2 separate regions of the Danio rerio genome follow, and region 2 is linked to region 1. Evidence: chromatin contacts called from public Micro-C data. All regions are on one chromosome and are shown on one strand. Each heading gives the region's core, a stretch centred on a gene start, on an enhancer-like site or on the middle of the called end of the contact. The rest is flanking DNA. Distances are from core to core; before and after follow the strand shown.

Region 1 (3,518 bases), core at 534-3,033:
AAAAATGTGACATTGCAATATTTTGTTTTGCTGTGATATATGTTTTGATATGGATATAATTTCACCAGATGATTTAAACAGCTCTGTTTGGATCGATTTCATTAATTGAGATAAACTGAGACGTTAAAGTCTTTTTCTATGCAGTGCATCTGCATAAATTATAATAAATTATAAGCAAAAATCAATAAGTAAACAGGGCTTATGGTTTTCTGGAGAGTCTAACAGTATTTAAGTACTTGAATTGACAAGTAAATTAATACATAATAATATCTAATAAATAATCTTTTAATCTTTAATAAATTATCTAATCCTGCGATGTGACCTGTGCGGAAACACACATTGCGATATTGATGCTCAAATGATAAATTGTTCATCCCTGATAAATGTATAGTATCAGATGATATACAGTGAAACCTAATATAAAAATAATAAACAATTACATTAGACAATGATCTACATTGTAAAAATAAATGAAAGTATATGTGTAATGCTTTACAGTTGAAGTTTTATTAAGTATACTTTATGGAAAAATGCTATTTTAGTCTTTCACATACTTTGTGAATATGACATTACTACTACTAATAATACTATTACTAATAATAGTAATCACTCTTTTGATATCAGCTGCCATACTTTTAAGTATTCCATGTAATCAAAATTGACTCAACATATTTAGCATATTTAGCTTTTTATGATTTAATATTATATAAATTATATATAAAATGTGATAATATTTTTAGAAGAACTTGATATAAGACATTTTTGTATCCTGAAATGTAAAAAAAAAATAATAATCCATGGTTTTGAAAACATTTCATATTCATTAATAAATTCATAATTATATCAATTGTAAATCCTATGCACGATTGCAGGTCATATTAACTTAATAAATAGTTCAGTCGCCTCACAGTAAGAAGGTTGCTGGTTCGAGTCCCGGCTGGGCCAGTTGTGATTTTTGTGTGGAGTTTGCATGTTCTCCCTATGTTGGTGTGGGTTTCCTCCGGGTGCTCTGGTTTCCCCCACAGTCCAAACACATGCGCTTATAGGGGAATCTAATAAACTAAATTGGCCGTAGTGTATGAGTGTGAATGGGAGTGTATGGGTGTTTCCAGTAATGGGTTGCAGATGGAAGGACATTCGCTGCGTAAAACATATGCTGGATAAGTTGCCGGTTCATTCCGCTGTGATGAGCCCCGATGAATAAAAGGACTAAGGCAAATCAATGAAACTGAACCCAAACAAATCAGTAAATACAGTAAAGTTGGTTAGATAATTACAGACTTCTAGCTTTCGTCAGAAAAACAAAACTGTGAATCAGCATCTCAGCAGAATGCAGGTGAGTAAACTGAACTCAGGTTGTTATTTCTCTCCGAATAAACTCATTTCAACCTATTTTCCGCTAAGGAAGAAAAGCAGGTGCCTTTTGACCTGCTAATCCCATTAAAAGCCAACCCAACAGGCCTTATCGGATCACATGAGATGGGAATTTGTGGCCAGGAAGAAATGTGATTGTTTTTTATTGTTGTTATTTCTCCATGAGATGGTCGGAGTCCTTCACACAGAAACACATCTGCTAGAATCATCGGCGGCTCGAGCAGTAAAGACTCCTGCAGTTGGAGGTCTCTCTATCATAAATCTATACTGCGCAAACAAGGCCATATCTAGATCTTTGTGAACTTCTGAAGAGCCGACAATGAGCGAGCAGTGAAGCTTCATTCCTGATAACGATTATTTGGCCTTGTGTTTATGATGTGCCACGCAGCGTCTGGAGGGAAGGAGGCTGGAATATTAGAAGGGCTTTGACTGCCATCTGCTGGACATTATCTGAAAATACAATATGGCAGCATTAACCAAAAAAACATCAATATTTAGGCCTATATATAGGCACAAAGAGTTGAGGTCAGAATTATTACCCCCCGTTTTTTTTCCTTTTTTTTCTCAATTTCTTTTAAACAGAGAAGATTTTTTTTTTCAACACATTTCTGAACATAATAGTTTTAATAACTCACCTCTAATAACTGATTTATTTTATTTTTGCCATGATGACAGTAAACAATATTTCTCTAGATATTTTTCAAGACACTTCTATACAGCTTAAAGTGACATTTAAAGACTGAACTAGGTTAATTAGGTTAACTAGGCAGGTTAGGGTAATTAGGCAAGATATTGTATAATGATGGTTTGTTCTGTAGACTATCGAAAAAAAAAATATCTTAAAGGTGCTAATAATTTTGTCCTTAAAATGGTGTTTAAAAAAATTAATAACTGCTTTTATTCTAGCCGAAATAAAACAAATAAATCAGACATACTGTGAAAATTTCCGTGCTCTGTTAAACATCATTTAGGAAATATTTAAAAAAGAAAAACCAATTCAAAAGGGGGCGAATAATTCTGACTTCAACTGTACTTATGCTTGAACTTTGGTAATAAAATAGACTTATTTTGTCTGTACTATTCAATGGCAGGTCTTTTATGTCAAATGTATTTTTAGTTACCTTGCTGTAACTACGAAATTATGATCTATTTTACCATTAAACTATGACACCATCACAGTGCTTTTATTTTAAAGGTTAATTCAGTGAAATGTGTCCTGTTATGTAAATATTATCATACTGTGAAAATATCCTTGCTCTGTTAAACAAGGGGGGCTAATAATACTGACTTCAATTGTATGCAGTTCTTCCCACACATAGACTTTACTACGCCCAGGTATATTAACGGCCACATAAGTATATTTGATGGCATTTCTTTCTTTTTTTTTTTACCAATAATATCATCTTTTGCACTTTTTTTGTATCTGCCCAAGATAACCAAACATCCACAAGAAAAAGTAAATAACAGATTATTTAATCTAAACGATTAAAAAAAAAAGTACTGTATAGTCGGAGAGGACGAAATGACATCTAAACTGGCTGCAAAATATATGCAGGTTTTATTCTAATTAATAATGAATATTCGTTTTAGAGATAATGTCTGTTTTCATTCATTTATCCTGTAATTTAGTTCTCATTTGCTGTATTTGTTATTAATTTGATGATGTTGATGTATTACATATTTTATCTACAATGCTTTGGCAATACTGTACTAAATGTCATACCAATAAAGCAACTAGAGAGAGAAAGAGAGAGAGAGAGAGAGAACAGCTGTGAGTAGATGGCTTCCAGATACAGTAGCATAAAAATTAGAGAAATAGTGGATTTCTTTTTAATTTCAACAGCCTTTTTTAAAACTTTAACTCATCTGCTGAGACGCTGACAAATGATTCACTGGTTTTTTAAACATAAGCCAGAATTCAGTAGGTATCTGGACTATATTTAGTGGTTTGTTTGGGTTCAGTTTCTTTCATTCATTCATTCATTTTCCTTTGGCTTAGTCCCTTTATTCATCAGGAGTCGCCACAGCGGAATGAACCGCCAACTTATACAGCATATATTTCACGCAGCGAATGCCCTTCCAGCTGCAACCCATTACTGGGAAACACCCATACACACTCATTCACAGACATGCATTATGGCCAA
Region 2 (3,543 bases), core at 475-2,974, 250 kb before region 1:
GTCGGTTGGGGTTAGGTGCCATGCCTCCTTTTTAAAATCGTACATTTTCGTACGACTGAACGAATTCGTCACTAAACTGGCAAAACGTAAAATACTTACGTTTCCTCGTGAGATCAGGCTGGTAGGCCTACATAAGCTCCAAACAGCGATTTTTGATCACCGTAATCCGACTAAAGTCATAACTGAACTAAACAGAAATGGAAATAAGACATGTGGAGTATGCAGATATTAGTGGCATAACTGAACCACACAACGCAGTCAAACTATTACCGTCATGTAGAACTTTTGGCCATATTTCCGACAAGATCCACACACACGGCTGTCAGTAAAGGACCACACAAATGCGCACACACAAACACACACACACACACACACACACACACACACACACACACACACACACACACACACATCTTTCCATTTGGTGCGCGTTATTAAATTCCATAACACTCTCACCAGTCCTTACTCCTTATTTGCGTCTAATACCTCAGTTTGTCACGGCGGCATGAATGAAATGTTCATGAGTGAAAGTGAAAGTGCTGAACTGCAGTTAAAGGCAGGCATCCTGCTGATTTGATTCAGAAGGGCACTTTTTTGTCAGACGGCTCACCGGTCAGGTATACATCCGTGCTGAAATATCAAGGTGAAAGTCATCATAGCTTGCGTAGAATAGACCCATCTCCCAACCCAACTTTGAGAATAGATTAACGTCGATATTTTTTTTAATCGTGCGATAAGTCTCCTGTTAACGCAGCACCTTAACACCAATAACGGCCCACCACTATTATATATATATATATACAGTTGAAGTCAGAATTATTAGCCCCCCTTTGAATTTAGTTTTCTTTTTTAAATATTTCCCAAATGATGTTGAACAGAGCAAGGAAATTTTCACAGTAAGTCTGATAATATTTTTTCTTCTGGAAAAAGTCTTATTTGTTTTATTTCGGCTAGAATAAAAGCAGTTTTTAATGTTTTAAACATCATTTTAGTGTCAATATTATTAGCACCTTTAAGCTATATTTTCTCGATAGTCTACAGAACTAACTATCGTTTTACAATAACTTGCCTAATTACCCTAACTATATAATTAACCTAGTTAAGCCTTTAAATGTCACTTTAAGCTGTGTAGAAGTGTCTTGAAGAATATCTAGTCAAATATTATTTACTGTCATCATGGCAAAGATAAAATAAAGTCAGTTATTAGAGATGAGTTAATAAAACTATTATGATTAGAAATGTGCTGAAAAAAAATCTGCTCTCTGTTAAACAGAAATTGGGAAAAAATAAACAGGGGGGCTAATAATTCTGACTTTAAATGTGTGTGTGTGTGTGTGTGTGTGTGTATATATACCCAGACATAACACCAGGCTGCAATTACTAATAATATCTGTTCTCATTTCATTCACCAACCCTCAATGAAACTCCAAGGTATTAATCTTAACATAAGACTCCAGCCAGGTGAAATAGAGCCATGTGGGTGAAAAAATAAAACACAGAGTCGAGGCATGACTGCACACCTCGTCTAAGAGAATTTAAAATCATCTCTCCTCAATAAATCCTCCGACCACTCATCATTCAGCAGGCTTTTAGCGGCCCTTAAAGAAAAGCAGCAGCTGAAATGAATACGCTGTCACCTCTCATTTCTGTCCACAGCCGGGCCCTGAGAGAGCGTGTTGTTCCTGGGGAAGCAGGACAGGACTCTCAGGTTTACCGTGCCATGCTCTTTTATTTTTTCTCAGGCATTTGCTTTGAGGGCCTCCCCCCCAAAGCCCCAGCAGACGTGTCTGACAGGGTGAACCCGACGTGAGCCGCTCACCAGACTACAAAACTCATTCATCTGTGGCTCTGAAACGCTCAAATCTGGATCCAATAAAGCAGGACACTATTGATCCCTTGTCTGAGTGAAACCTGCACTGGCGCTCCTTCACCACCAGGGGGTTCTTTGAGACAAGAAATTGAGAATGATGGGACATAATTGAGACATGCATTTTTTTTCTGAGCCAAAAACAATGACTATTACACACTGATGCCATTTGCTCTGTTCAAACAATGTATTTAAACTGCGCTGAAACAACACTTAACAACTTAATAGTTTTATGTTCAATCCGGTCAAATTTGTAAAAACGAACAAGTTAACTTATTTCCTTCATGTTGCACCAGCACAAATCAAATAGATTAGTTTAGTTTTTACAAATTTAAGTGGATTGAACATAAAACAAGTAAGTTACCCCCTGAAAAACTCAAGAATTGTGTTGTTTCAGCTCATTAGTGTATATTTTTATCATTGTTTACAAAAAACACCCTCTAAAATGTAAAGTAATTTGGTGAGAAGGTATAACACAACAATATAAATAATAATAATAATTAAAAATAATAATAATAATAATAGTATAGCAGAGTAATATAATTTAAAATAATAATTAACAAAAGACAACAATATAATTATTAATAATGAATATATTTCAACAATACAATAAGTATTAATTAACATAAGACAACAATATAATTAATTAAATTTAGTACAAGACAATTATTTCATTAATATTAATAATTGATATAAGTCAACAATATAATTGATAATACTAATTAATATATTACAACAATATAATTAATAATAAAAATGTAGCACAAAAATATTATATTAATAATAATAATTAATATAGCACAAAAATATATTTAATGTTAATAATAATCAATATACCACAATAATGTAATTAATAATAATTAATATAACAGAATATAATTAATAATAGTAATAATTGTATACAATAATATAACTAATAATAATTATTATAACACAAAAATATAATTAATAATAATAATAATATAACACAATAATATAAATAATAATAATAATAATAATACTAAATAATATTACACAATACTAAAATAATAATAATTATTATAACACAATATAATTAATAATAATTAATAAAATACAATAATATAAATAATAATAATTATTATAACACAGACATATAATTAATATACTAAATAATATAACAAAATACTATAATAATTATTATAACACAATATTATAAATTATAATAATAATTAATATAACACAATAACATAAATAATAATTATAATTAATATAACACAATAACATAAATAATAATTATAATTAATATAACACAAAAATTAATTAATAATAATAATTAATGTAACACAATAATATAACTACTACTACTACTACTACTACTACTAATAATAATAATAATATAACACAATACTATAATAATAATTATTATAACACAATAATATAATTAATATAACACAATAACACAAATAATAATTATAATTAATATAACACAAAAATTTTATTATTAATAATTGATGTAACACAATAACATAACTAATATAAAACAATAATATAACTACTTCTATTACTAATAATAAAATAATAATAAATAACAATATTATAATTAACGTAAAACAATAATATAACTACTACTACTAATAATATTTAACACAACATAATTAATAATAATAATAATAATAAAAATAATAATAATAATAGTAATAATAATTAATACAACA

The links. A called contact is a pair of places that touch in the nucleus more often than the background predicts.
Region 2: a contact with region 1 is called in a Micro-C map of caudal fin, with 12 times the contacts expected there. The contact joins two enhancer-like sites. A contact is called at or near these places in 3 of 18 Hi-C or Micro-C datasets (caudal fin, hematopoietic stem cells and an unstated tissue) and 1 of 4 datasets of contacts at active chromatin or transcription factors (caudal fin).

Annotation. Positions count from the first base shown.
Region 1 is chr18:51,249,541-51,253,058 of GRCz12tu, reverse strand. No RefSeq gene overlaps it. Among named protein-coding and RNA genes, the nearest start is that of smtla, 36 kb to the right of the region's middle. Within about 2 kb of position 1,783, at least 3 of the 62 cell types and tissues checked have an H3K27ac peak or open chromatin away from gene starts, as enhancers often do.
Region 2 is chr18:51,499,087-51,502,629 of GRCz12tu, reverse strand. No RefSeq gene overlaps it. Among named protein-coding and RNA genes, the nearest start is that of fli1, 29 kb to the left of the region's middle. Within about 2 kb of position 1,724, at least 14 of the 62 cell types and tissues checked have an H3K27ac peak or open chromatin away from gene starts, as enhancers often do.